Regions from separate parts of the Mus musculus genome. Here region 1 is linked to region 2. Evidence: chromatin contacts called from public Hi-C data. All regions are on one chromosome and are shown on one strand. The core of a region is the stretch at or near the end of the contact, and the rest is flanking DNA. Distances in the headings are between cores, read along the strand shown.

The links. Hi-C and Micro-C count contacts between places; a contact is called where the count stands out from the background.
Region 1: a Hi-C map of cerebellum shows a contact between it and region 2, with 4 times the contacts expected there. The contact joins two enhancer-like sites. A contact is called at or near these places in 10 of 484 Hi-C or Micro-C datasets (the N1E-115 cell line, cerebellar granule neurons, cerebellum and 6 more) and 5 of 115 datasets of contacts at active chromatin or transcription factors (differentiating embryonic stem cells, embryonic basal ganglia, embryonic forebrain and 2 more).

What each region holds. Positions count from the first base shown.
Region 1 is chr12:26,731,745-26,736,553 of GRCm38.p6, forward strand. No RefSeq gene overlaps it. Among named protein-coding and RNA genes, the nearest start is that of 4933409F18Rik, 100 kb to the right of the region's middle. Within about 2 kb of position 2,692, at least 8 of the 459 cell types and tissues checked have an H3K27ac peak or open chromatin away from gene starts, as enhancers often do. A contact at or near this core is called in cerebellum and stem cell-derived motor neurons, where this site is marked.
Region 2 is chr12:26,531,711-26,536,743 of GRCm38.p6, forward strand. No RefSeq gene overlaps it. Among named protein-coding and RNA genes, the nearest start is that of Cmpk2, 65 kb to the left of the region's middle. Within about 2 kb of position 2,976, at least 44 of the 459 cell types and tissues checked have an H3K27ac peak or open chromatin away from gene starts, as enhancers often do. A contact at or near this core is called in cerebellum and stem cell-derived motor neurons, where this site is marked.

The DNA.
Region 1 (4,809 bases), core at 1,442-3,941, 200 kb after region 2:
ATGTGTGGTGTTTGTGGTGTTCATTATGTGATTTAAGCTTGAGTAATGTTTCTTTTATGAATGTGGGTGTCCTTTCATTTGGGGCATAGATGTTCAGGGTTGAGATGTCATCTTCATGAATTCTTCTCTTGATGAAGCGTCCGTTTCCATTTATTTTTATTACTTTTGATTGAAAGTCTATTTTATCAGTTGGTAGAAAGGCTCTACCAGCTTGTTTCTTCAGCCCATTTGCTTGGAAAGCCTTTTTTCCTGTCTTCTACCCTGAGGTAATGCCTATCTTTGTTGCTGAAGTGTGTTACTTGTTTGTGGATGAACAATAGATCCAGTTCAAACATCCATTCTGTTAGCCTGTGTCTTTTTATTGGGGAATTAGTCAATTTATATTGAGAGATATTAATGAACAATGATTGTTAATTTCTTATAGTTTGGTGGTGATGGTAGTGGTGTGTGTGTGTGTGTGTCTTCTTTTGGTTTTGTTAGTGTGATTATTTATTTCTTGTGGTTACTTGGATGTAGTTACCATCCTTTTGTTGAAGTTTTCCTTCTAGTATTCTTTGTAGGGCTGGAGAGGGAAAGTTATTATTTACATTTGGTTTTGACATAAAATAATATTGTTTTCTCCATCTAATAGTGAATTAAGATTTTGCTGGGTATAGTAGTCTGGGCTGACATCTATGATTTCTTAGGGTCTGCCAGACACCTGCCCAGGCCCTTCTGGCTTTTAGAATCTCTGTTGAGAAATCAAATATAATTATGATAGTTCTGCCTTTATATGGTGCTTGCCCTCTATCCCTGCAGCTTTTAATAGTCTTTCTTTGTTCTGTACATTTAGCACTTTATTATGTGGCAGGAGGATTTTCTTTTTTGGTCCAATCTATTTGGTATTCTGGAAGTTTCATGTACATTTATAGGCATCTCTTTCTTTAGGTTTGGAAAATTTTCTTCTATGATTTTGTTGAAAATGTTTTCTGGTCCTTGGATCTGAGACTCATCTTCTTCTATTCTTATTATTCTTAGGTTAGGTATTTTCATAGTATCCCAGATTTCCTGGATGTTTTGTGTCAGGCATTTTTTAGATTTAACATTTTCTTTGCCTGATGTATCAATTTCTTCTATCATATCTTCTATGACTGATATTCTCCCTTCCTACCCTGTATTCTGTTGGTGATGCTTGCATCTGTTGTTCCTGTTCTCTGTCATAGGTTTTTCATCTCCAGGATTTCCTTAGATTGTCTTTTCTTTATTGTTTCTATTTCCATTTTCAGGTCTTGAACATTTTTATTCATATCCTTCACCTATTTGGTTGTACTTTCCTATATTTCCTTACATTTCTTTCTTTCCTCTTTGAAGACCACTAGCTGCTTGATTGTATTTTTCTATATTTCTTTAAAGGATTTACTAGTGTCTCTTTAAAAGCTTCTGTCATCTTCAGAAGATTAAATTTTAGGTCATTTTCTTTTGCTTCAGGTGTGTTAGGATATCCAGGGCTTGCTGTATTAGAATGGGTTCTAGTGCTCCAATATTGCCGTGGCTTTTATTGATTGTGTCCTTATACTGGCCTTTAGCTCTGTGGCTGTCCTTGGTGTTGGCAGGCCTGGTGGTCCCTGGCTGCAAGAGGTATCTGGGGATGCAGGCAGACCTTATAGTCCCTGATGGCAGGATTGCATGTAGAACTGACTGTCTTGGCTGGCAGCAGGCTTCCAGGGCTGCAGGCAGAACTAGTAGTCCCTAATGGCCTCAGGCTTCTTGTTGTCCCAGGTGGCAGCAGGCCTTCAGGGCTACCAGACAAGCTGTGGCCTAGGGAATGAGTTGCAGAAGGGTCAGGGCAGAGCTCTGTAAATGTTTGTTTGTAGATACTCTTTATATATTCTTGATACAAGTTTTTAATGTGTAGAACAGATACATAGTTTTCAGTCATTCAAATAGCATGTTGTTGACAAAACAACTCATAGCATGTAGCTAAGCATATAAAATACTTCATTTAGGAAACTAACATTTCTGGGACAAATTAACTATATGCCTAAAGTATAGGTCTCTTTATATTCTTAGCTACTTTTTTTTTAATCAGGCTCAAGGCCATCTGTTAGTGGAGGACCAGATCACTATTTAGATAATCAGACCAGAATCATTGAGTGCTCTGGCAAGCATCCTGCCTGTAGCAGCAGTCAGAACACCTGAACAAAGGTTATAAGAGGATTGAATGGGTTGCACTGAACCACAAGGGGGAGGTGTCTGACTTTAACTGAGACAGATGAAATTTACTCTGCTGACCCCCGAGTGAATGAGAAATTAAAGGCACAGCACACCCACCTGACTACTGGTCCTGGTGAACATTTAATTTTTTTTCCTTCACCAGAGTCTGAGGCACTAATTCAATGAAATAATTTAACATACCAAGATGATTGAAAGACAGGTTTTGAAATGTAAGCCATGTCATCTGCTGCCTTTATCTTGACACCTGCCAATCCAAAGGACACCCAAGGTGGACAGGACAGAGCATGCTAGTGGAAATATCCACTTAATGCCTTTTAAACTGTTGTTTAATTTTTCTCCTGACACCTGGAGAAATGCAAAGAACATGTCTTATGGAGTCTAAAGTGCAGAATTATTAATCAGTGCTTGCACCCAGCAGACACTGGGCTCCTCTGGTGGTTCGAGGTCTCAGAATTGCAGCAATGAAAAATGGTGCTGATGGGGGAGGGCATGTGACTCTTGTCTGTTTGAGTTTATCACAGCCTTCTGTTTACTCTTCATTACCTCAGAGCAAAGGCAAAATTGCTTTGAAGGGTGAGGCAGTTGTTCCATCGTCCGCTGTTCTCTTAATTGCCAATCCCATTAATCAGAATCGGGGATCAGGCTTGGCTACGTGCTCACTGGGGATAGAGCAGGTTTGGGTCCACAGAGTTTAGTGTGCTAATGACAACTGCCTCTTGTCATATGTTAGTCAAGAGTGACTCCCCCTAATCTGTAAACCATGTGACAACCTGAGCATATGGTGGCAGCTGAGAAGACAGAATGCTGTGTCCCACGGACAGGGGCTAGGGACTTGGGCTGGAGTTTCACAGGAACAGAGGGCAAGAACACAGGAGGGTAGGAGCCTGAGAGAGCTGATCAAGGCAGGCTCTCACATTCTGGTCACAAATAACAAGGTACACATGTCCCTTCAGAGACGCTCTTGAATCAAGTGGCCACACAAGCCCTGTGTCCTTTTTGTCTCATGTTACATACTGTTAAGAGTCCCACACCAGGTTTTGAAGAAAGGTGTATAATAAATAATTAAAGGTTAAAATGGCTTTCTGATTCGGCCAATGCTCTCCTGGGGGGGTGAAGGGGGGCTGTGATGTAAGCCAATGATCAGTTCCAGAATGTTCTTGGCTGGGACTGCAATATAACTTCCTTTTCCTAACTACCTAAAGCTTTGGAGCTTGGGTATCGTCACTGTGGATAAGTCTCTCTGGGAGACTCCATGGTTTGGGGAGGATCATTTATTATACTAAGGCAGAAAGCAAATAGAGGACAGGGCATAGGCCTTTTGGTATTCCATGCTTCCCTCGATATTTTTGACACCCCACTTCTGAAGCAAAGACCTGCTTCATGCTACCTTTTAAGATAAAACCACAGCAAGTAACTGTGTGCTGGTAAGTGTGGGGTTGGAGAGCCCTGAATCCCATGGGTTCCTATAGATGCAGGGAAGTGTTTAAGTGGTACAGACACTGTGGAGGCCCTGACAGGGTGCTGATGCTTTGTTTGTGTTGGATGACCTGGAGAGCTGGCTGCTGGTCTTTGAGTAATCGCTCCTGTCAACTTGTTAAACAGGAAAAAACAAATGCACTAGAGAAGAACCATGACCCTTTCAGGTAAGGCCTCTATGGGGGCCACATTCCCCTGGTGGCCTTGGGGTAAAGAGGTGATAAGGATTGCCCTCACCTGGGGCATGAGAAACCCTTTCTTAGGCAGAACAGGGATAGAGGGATTGAACTAATGACCCAAGAGCCTAGTACAAGCCTTGCTTTAGTCTCCAAGTACTCATATTTCTGTCCACCCATGTTTCTACCCCCACAAAACAATTTCTTCCCCATGTGACTAGTGCAGTCCTTTGAGCCATAAAAGTCTCCAAAGGTTGGAGGTATGGGAAACTGCTGAGGAGCTGGGAGCAAGGCTTGGTCAGATAATGAACTTCTCAGAACTCAGGGAGCTCGCTGGCACATTTTGGGACCTCACAGCCTAACTGAAACTTGTCTTTGCAATTGTCTTTGCGTTCTCTTCGAGTTTTTTGTTTCCTTTCTTCATTTTGCTTGTTTCACTGCCTTGCAAATTTTTCTTTTATCACATATTCGTTCTTTTCATCTTTCCTTCCCAAGTTCAAGTCTCTTTGTACTCTTTGTAGCTATAGGTTGTTCTATATGTTTTCTGGTCACAGTGGGTCTGGAGGCCTGGTTTCTTTTTTTGACACTTCTGGGAGACTAGAAGAAAAGTTCTTTAAGGAAATTCCTTGCTCATTTTAATTCAGAAAGAACCTCCTTTACATTTTATGTTATCCTCAGAGTGACCGGAAGTAAGATGGGGGGGGGTTGTTTTTTTTTGTTTTTTGGTTTTTTTGTTTTGTTTTTTTAAGGTTTTCGAGAATATTTCAGTTCCCTAGACCTGAAGGCTGTTTGCTCTGACAGTTGACTTTCACATGTGAAGAAGGCAGCTCTGGGGGCTTAAACAAGCGGGGAGTCACCACTGGGTCCTGTTTTTGGTGCGCTTACCCTTATAACCTCACACAGCAAGACACTCACAGGCACAGCCAAGGACAGCTTCTCCATC
Region 2 (5,033 bases), core at 1,726-4,225:
TGGAAACTCAAGGCAGGAACTGAGAGGCAGGGGAAGCACTGTTTGCTGGCCCACTCTCCCTCTGCCTAGCTTCCTTTTCTCTGTACCACAGGACCACCTTCCCAGGGTCCGTGTCATTCATAGTGATCTGGGCCCTTCTACATCAATCAATAAAATGCCCCCACAGACTTGCCTTATAGACCATCTGATGGAGTCAGTTCCTCAACTGAGAGCCTTGCAGGGCGTGTGACGGCAGTAAGCAAAGTCAGTCATTGCAGTGGGTGGGGACGAGAAAGACGATGACTTGATGACTTTAATGATCTGGATCTAATGTACTTTAGGTCATATTTCACATTCTTTCACAGAGTTGATGATTTTCAGCTCCTCCCCTCACGATGATTTTATATTAAGTTATTTAAAGTCTGCACCAAACGATGTTTTCTACAAGATGCCGTAGGGCAGTATTTAAAGGCTTCAAGTAACAGACTGGTTAAAATAAGCATTAACCATCCTTTTTGTTTATGTATGAGAAGTCCACTCTGTACTGCAGATGACTCAGAAAGAGGCAGGCCTTGGCTGGATTCCCTATCTGTAGGACGCTTTCTGCCTCCCAATCCGGGATGCATGTGAGTTTGGAAACCAGTGGATTCACTAGGAGTTTTTAAGCCCATGTAATGTGCTCACCTCACCAACATTCATGAGGCGTGAGGAGAAAAGGCTCCAGGAGGGGGTGAAGGGCTGGATTCTGCTTGAAGACAAAAGGGAATACCCAAGGAGAGAGGGGAGGGAAGGTTTCAAGATCATAGGCAGAGTCAGAACCTAGCCAGGCATAGGGCAAGTCACCGTTGGCTGTCACGTCAGCCTCCTTCTGGGTGACTGAAGACTGCAGATGGGAAATGGAAACCGTCCAGGTTATCAGGTGAGTGAGATCTATGTACAGGCAAGACTTTGACCTCACTGCCTAACTCCAAATATGATGATATTTCAGCCATTTTCCCTCAATACTGAGGGTTACAAGAGCTTGGGCTAATGTAATTTATGTTTCAACTAAACACTGAGACTGTAACTGGACAAACATCACACACACACACACACACACACACACACACACACACGCACACACACATTTGTATATACACATATTTATTTGAACTGATTAGTAAATTAAGTATGATTTAAAAGTATATTTAATTTTATTTTCCTTTGACATCCCCCCTTACCCTCCCCCCCCCCAGAGTAGCTGCTGGGGGTAGACCCCCAACATAACGAAAAACATTCCTCAATGTTCTGTGCACACTGCCTTTTATGGGCATGCTCAGGTTTCCAAGGCAAGGTGGCTTTGAATCAGTTGCAGGCCTCCTTTCATGTAGAAAACTGCTTAAAGATGTGATATTAGGGCCCAGGGAGACTGCAGAGAGAAGGGACAGTCATTTGCCAGTACTGTCCACTGGGTGGCACTGTTGCTCCACAGAGTGTCTCCATGGCGGGTCCCCAAGGACCAGGGCCAGGACCTACACAAAGGTAGGGAAGGTGTGTATGGTGAAGGGTTTATTAATGACTTTGCCTCCTCTGCGCAGCACTTTTGCGCATCTCCCCGGCCTCAGATCGTTCCTGGGCTCTCTCTGGACTGAGTGCCTGATTTGTTGTGGCCCAAACTGCTTTAGACAACAGCCAAGAAGGGCAGAGACTTCACGTGTGCACAGGCTGCAGTCCCGACGTCACTTAGAAGATTAAAAATAAATTGAAGCACATGTCACTTCAAAGGGGGCACAAAAAGGACATCGGCATGATTGGGCGCAGTAATGAGAAAGAGCTGTAGGTCCTTAGTTTGAACTGTACAGAAAAAAGGATTTTGAGGCTTATTCCCCACCCCTGTACTCCTTACATGAGAGTTAATATATTTTGATATTTAAGGCGCATTCGACACCATATGTGTGTGTGTGTGTGTGTGTGTGTGTGTGTGTGTATCTCCAATCTCTCTGTTTGGATTTGGACTCTGCCCTCGATCAGGGAGCCACATCAAGGAGCCAGGGAGACAAGAGTGTTCATCGGGGAAAGCCTGGGCCACACTGATGTACAAGCACAGAGCCCCTTGTCTGCAGAACCAACCCTACCGGTCCAGAAGGCTTTGTTGCCTACCTATCTATAATATCCATCCGGCTTGGTCTTTTGTCTCTAGGACCAGTCCCTGCAGCCTGGCCCCTCTCAGCCTGAGGTCCACGTTCACACATCAGGCATGTCTTGACTAATGGCGGCTGAGGCCCAATGACTCTCGTTTTTCATGAGTTGTCAGGAGTCTGAACACAGGGAGAGGGGGAGGGAGGGAGGGAAAAGAGGGAGGAGAAGGGGGAGGCGAGAGAAAAGGAAGGGGAGGTAGGAACGGGGAGACATAAAAAAGAGAGGAGGGAGGAGAGGAGGGGAGGGGAGGGAGGAGGGGAGGAGAGAGAGAGAAAAACAGGAGGGAGAGGAAGGAAGGAGAGGAGAAAGGGTTAGAGGTGAGATGAAACCTGAGTGGGGGTGGGGAGAGTGATAGAGGAGAGAGAGGAGGGGGAGGAGAGAGTGAGAAGGAGAGAAGAGAGAACACAGAGAGGGAGGTGGTGAGGAGAGAGAGACTGAGAGAGAGAGGTACTCAGAGGGAGAGGAGCATGGGCAGATGTCCTCATGAAAAATTTACAAGGAATAATCAGAGGTCCGTTCATTCCCTTTGGCGGGGAGGCCCCTAGGCTGTTTGCCCGGGCCACTGGGAGAAGGTGGGAAGAGCCCCCTCATTCTGCAGCAATCTGGCTCCGGTAGGGAAATGCCCCCATGCTTGGTGCACTTGGCCAATCCTCCCGAGACTGGCTTGTAAATGCAGTTCAGGCAAAATTGATGAAGTGTCAGTCATCTGAGGCTGGCAGTTTAGAGAGGTCACAGCTGCAAGGGGCTGCAGGGTCTCACAGAGATGGGACTGAGAAGAGTTAAAGGGAGAGCACACCCAGCAAGCAGGAAGCATTTATCTTCTCCTGACGGGCATTCTTCAAACATTTCTGTGCAGCTCTGACCTCCACCAGCTCTGGCCAGCCAGTGTGAGACTTCTGACTCCAGTTGTGCACTCTTACATTTTCCCTCGAAGGAGTCCAGACCCATCTCCTCACAGCCCCGGGACCCTCTGCTTAGGAAGGAAAGGGGGGACACTGCTGCTCCTAATTGAAACAAGCAGGCAGATCCTGATCAGTAATGGGGATTTCCCACTTTAATTGGCTCAGTGAGTCATGTCTCCTCATTCCCACACTTCCTGAGGCAGGATGGTTTCTCTAGGTGAGCAGCATCAAGTCTGCAGGGGATGGGCCGGGAGAGCTACATAGTAGATGGACATACATCTGGACTTAGTAGCTGTTCTCTGGAAGTCACAAGAACAGATGCAAATTTGGGCTTATCTTAGGATATCTTCTGGGTGGGATCTGAGGCCACTGGACAGATGGCTAAATTGGCTCTATCTATATGCCTTTTTAATTTGTGTGGCTTTAAAATCAGAATCACAAGTAATTTGGTTGTGTGGGACACCAAACAACTAGAGCTTTGCTGGTTGTTTGTCCCGTGTTTGGATCCTGGCTTCCCTAAGCCTCCATGAGGACTCCTAGCCCTGTTGCCATCTGCTCATGAGAAAATGGGATGAGAAGGGCTAGGGACTCTCTGAGGTGAAGGGTGGGGGTGGGGAACAGCTGGCCTCCTAACCCTGTCCTTCACACCCCTCCCCCTCCTCTTTTAATGGCAGTGAAAGTAGAACAGGGTTTGCTTGCCTGTCATGTCCAAAGACCTGACTTCTGTCCCGGTGTGGGAAAAGAAGGATCTAAACAAGCAGGCATGGGAGCAGGAGGCCTAATTTACTCAGCCGTGCACACTTATCCCTATGTCCTTTGCCATTATGAGCAAGGCTGTCGCTGTGTTCTTTCTAAAAGAAAAGGAGATGAAGGCTTGGAAGACAGATTTGTAGCCCATCCTTCTGTCTCAGGGGGCGGAGCCTTCTGCCTCGGGAGGTGGAGACTTCTGTCTCAGGGGGCAGAGCCTTCTGTCTCAGGGGGCGGAGCCTTCTGTCTCAGGAAGCGAAGCCTTTTTCTGGAGTTGGGGTGGAAACAGTTCACTGCAGAAATGTCTGATTTTTAGAGCAAAAAACCCAAAATTGAATGAATGAAATTGTCGCCAGGTTGAAACTGCTATAGGTTGTCAGTAGGAAAAAGGTGTGTCTATCTCCAGGAAAAGGGGTGGGGTGAGGAAAGCCAGGGTCTTTTAACCACAATTTCATGAAGTGTGTAACCACACAAGGATCATTCTAGAAAGGTATGCTTTCTCTGGAGTAGGAAGTCTTAAGACTCCTCAGAGCTGTCAGTGAGAGGTGCACTAACACATAGTACCAACAAGTCACACATATACACACACCACTCATTCAAGAACATGCTCATATGCCATTCCACACATCACAACATACATCACACACAGATCTGCCTACCACCACATATCCACCCTTTCCTATATGGAGGTACACAACCTGCCAAATGTATACCAGTTCCCCACAACATACATGTACGTCATGCCTTATAGCACATCCACACTCACCCACAACACGTGCATTCAGAATGCCAACAAGACACATACATATACACCATATCTCCCACAAAAAAGCATGCACAAAGCATATCTATACTATTAACAATCCACTCATGTCATTTTCATAAATTATCTTTTATAAGTTAAAGACATGTTTTGAGATTGTACTGGCTAGTTTTGTGTCAACTTGACACAGCTGGGGTTATCACAGAGAAAGGAGCTTCAGTTGAGGAAATGCCTCCATGAGATCCAACTGTAAGGCATTTTCTCAATTAGTGATCAAGGGGGAAAGGCCCCTTGTGGGTGGGACCATCTCTGGGCTGATAGTCTTGGGTTCTATAAGAGAGCAGGCTGAGCAAGCCAGGGAAATCAAGCCAGTAAAGAACATCCCTCCATGGCCTCTGCATCAGCTCCTGCTCCCTGACCTGCTTGAGTTCCAGTCCTAACTTCCTTTGGTGATGAACAGCAAT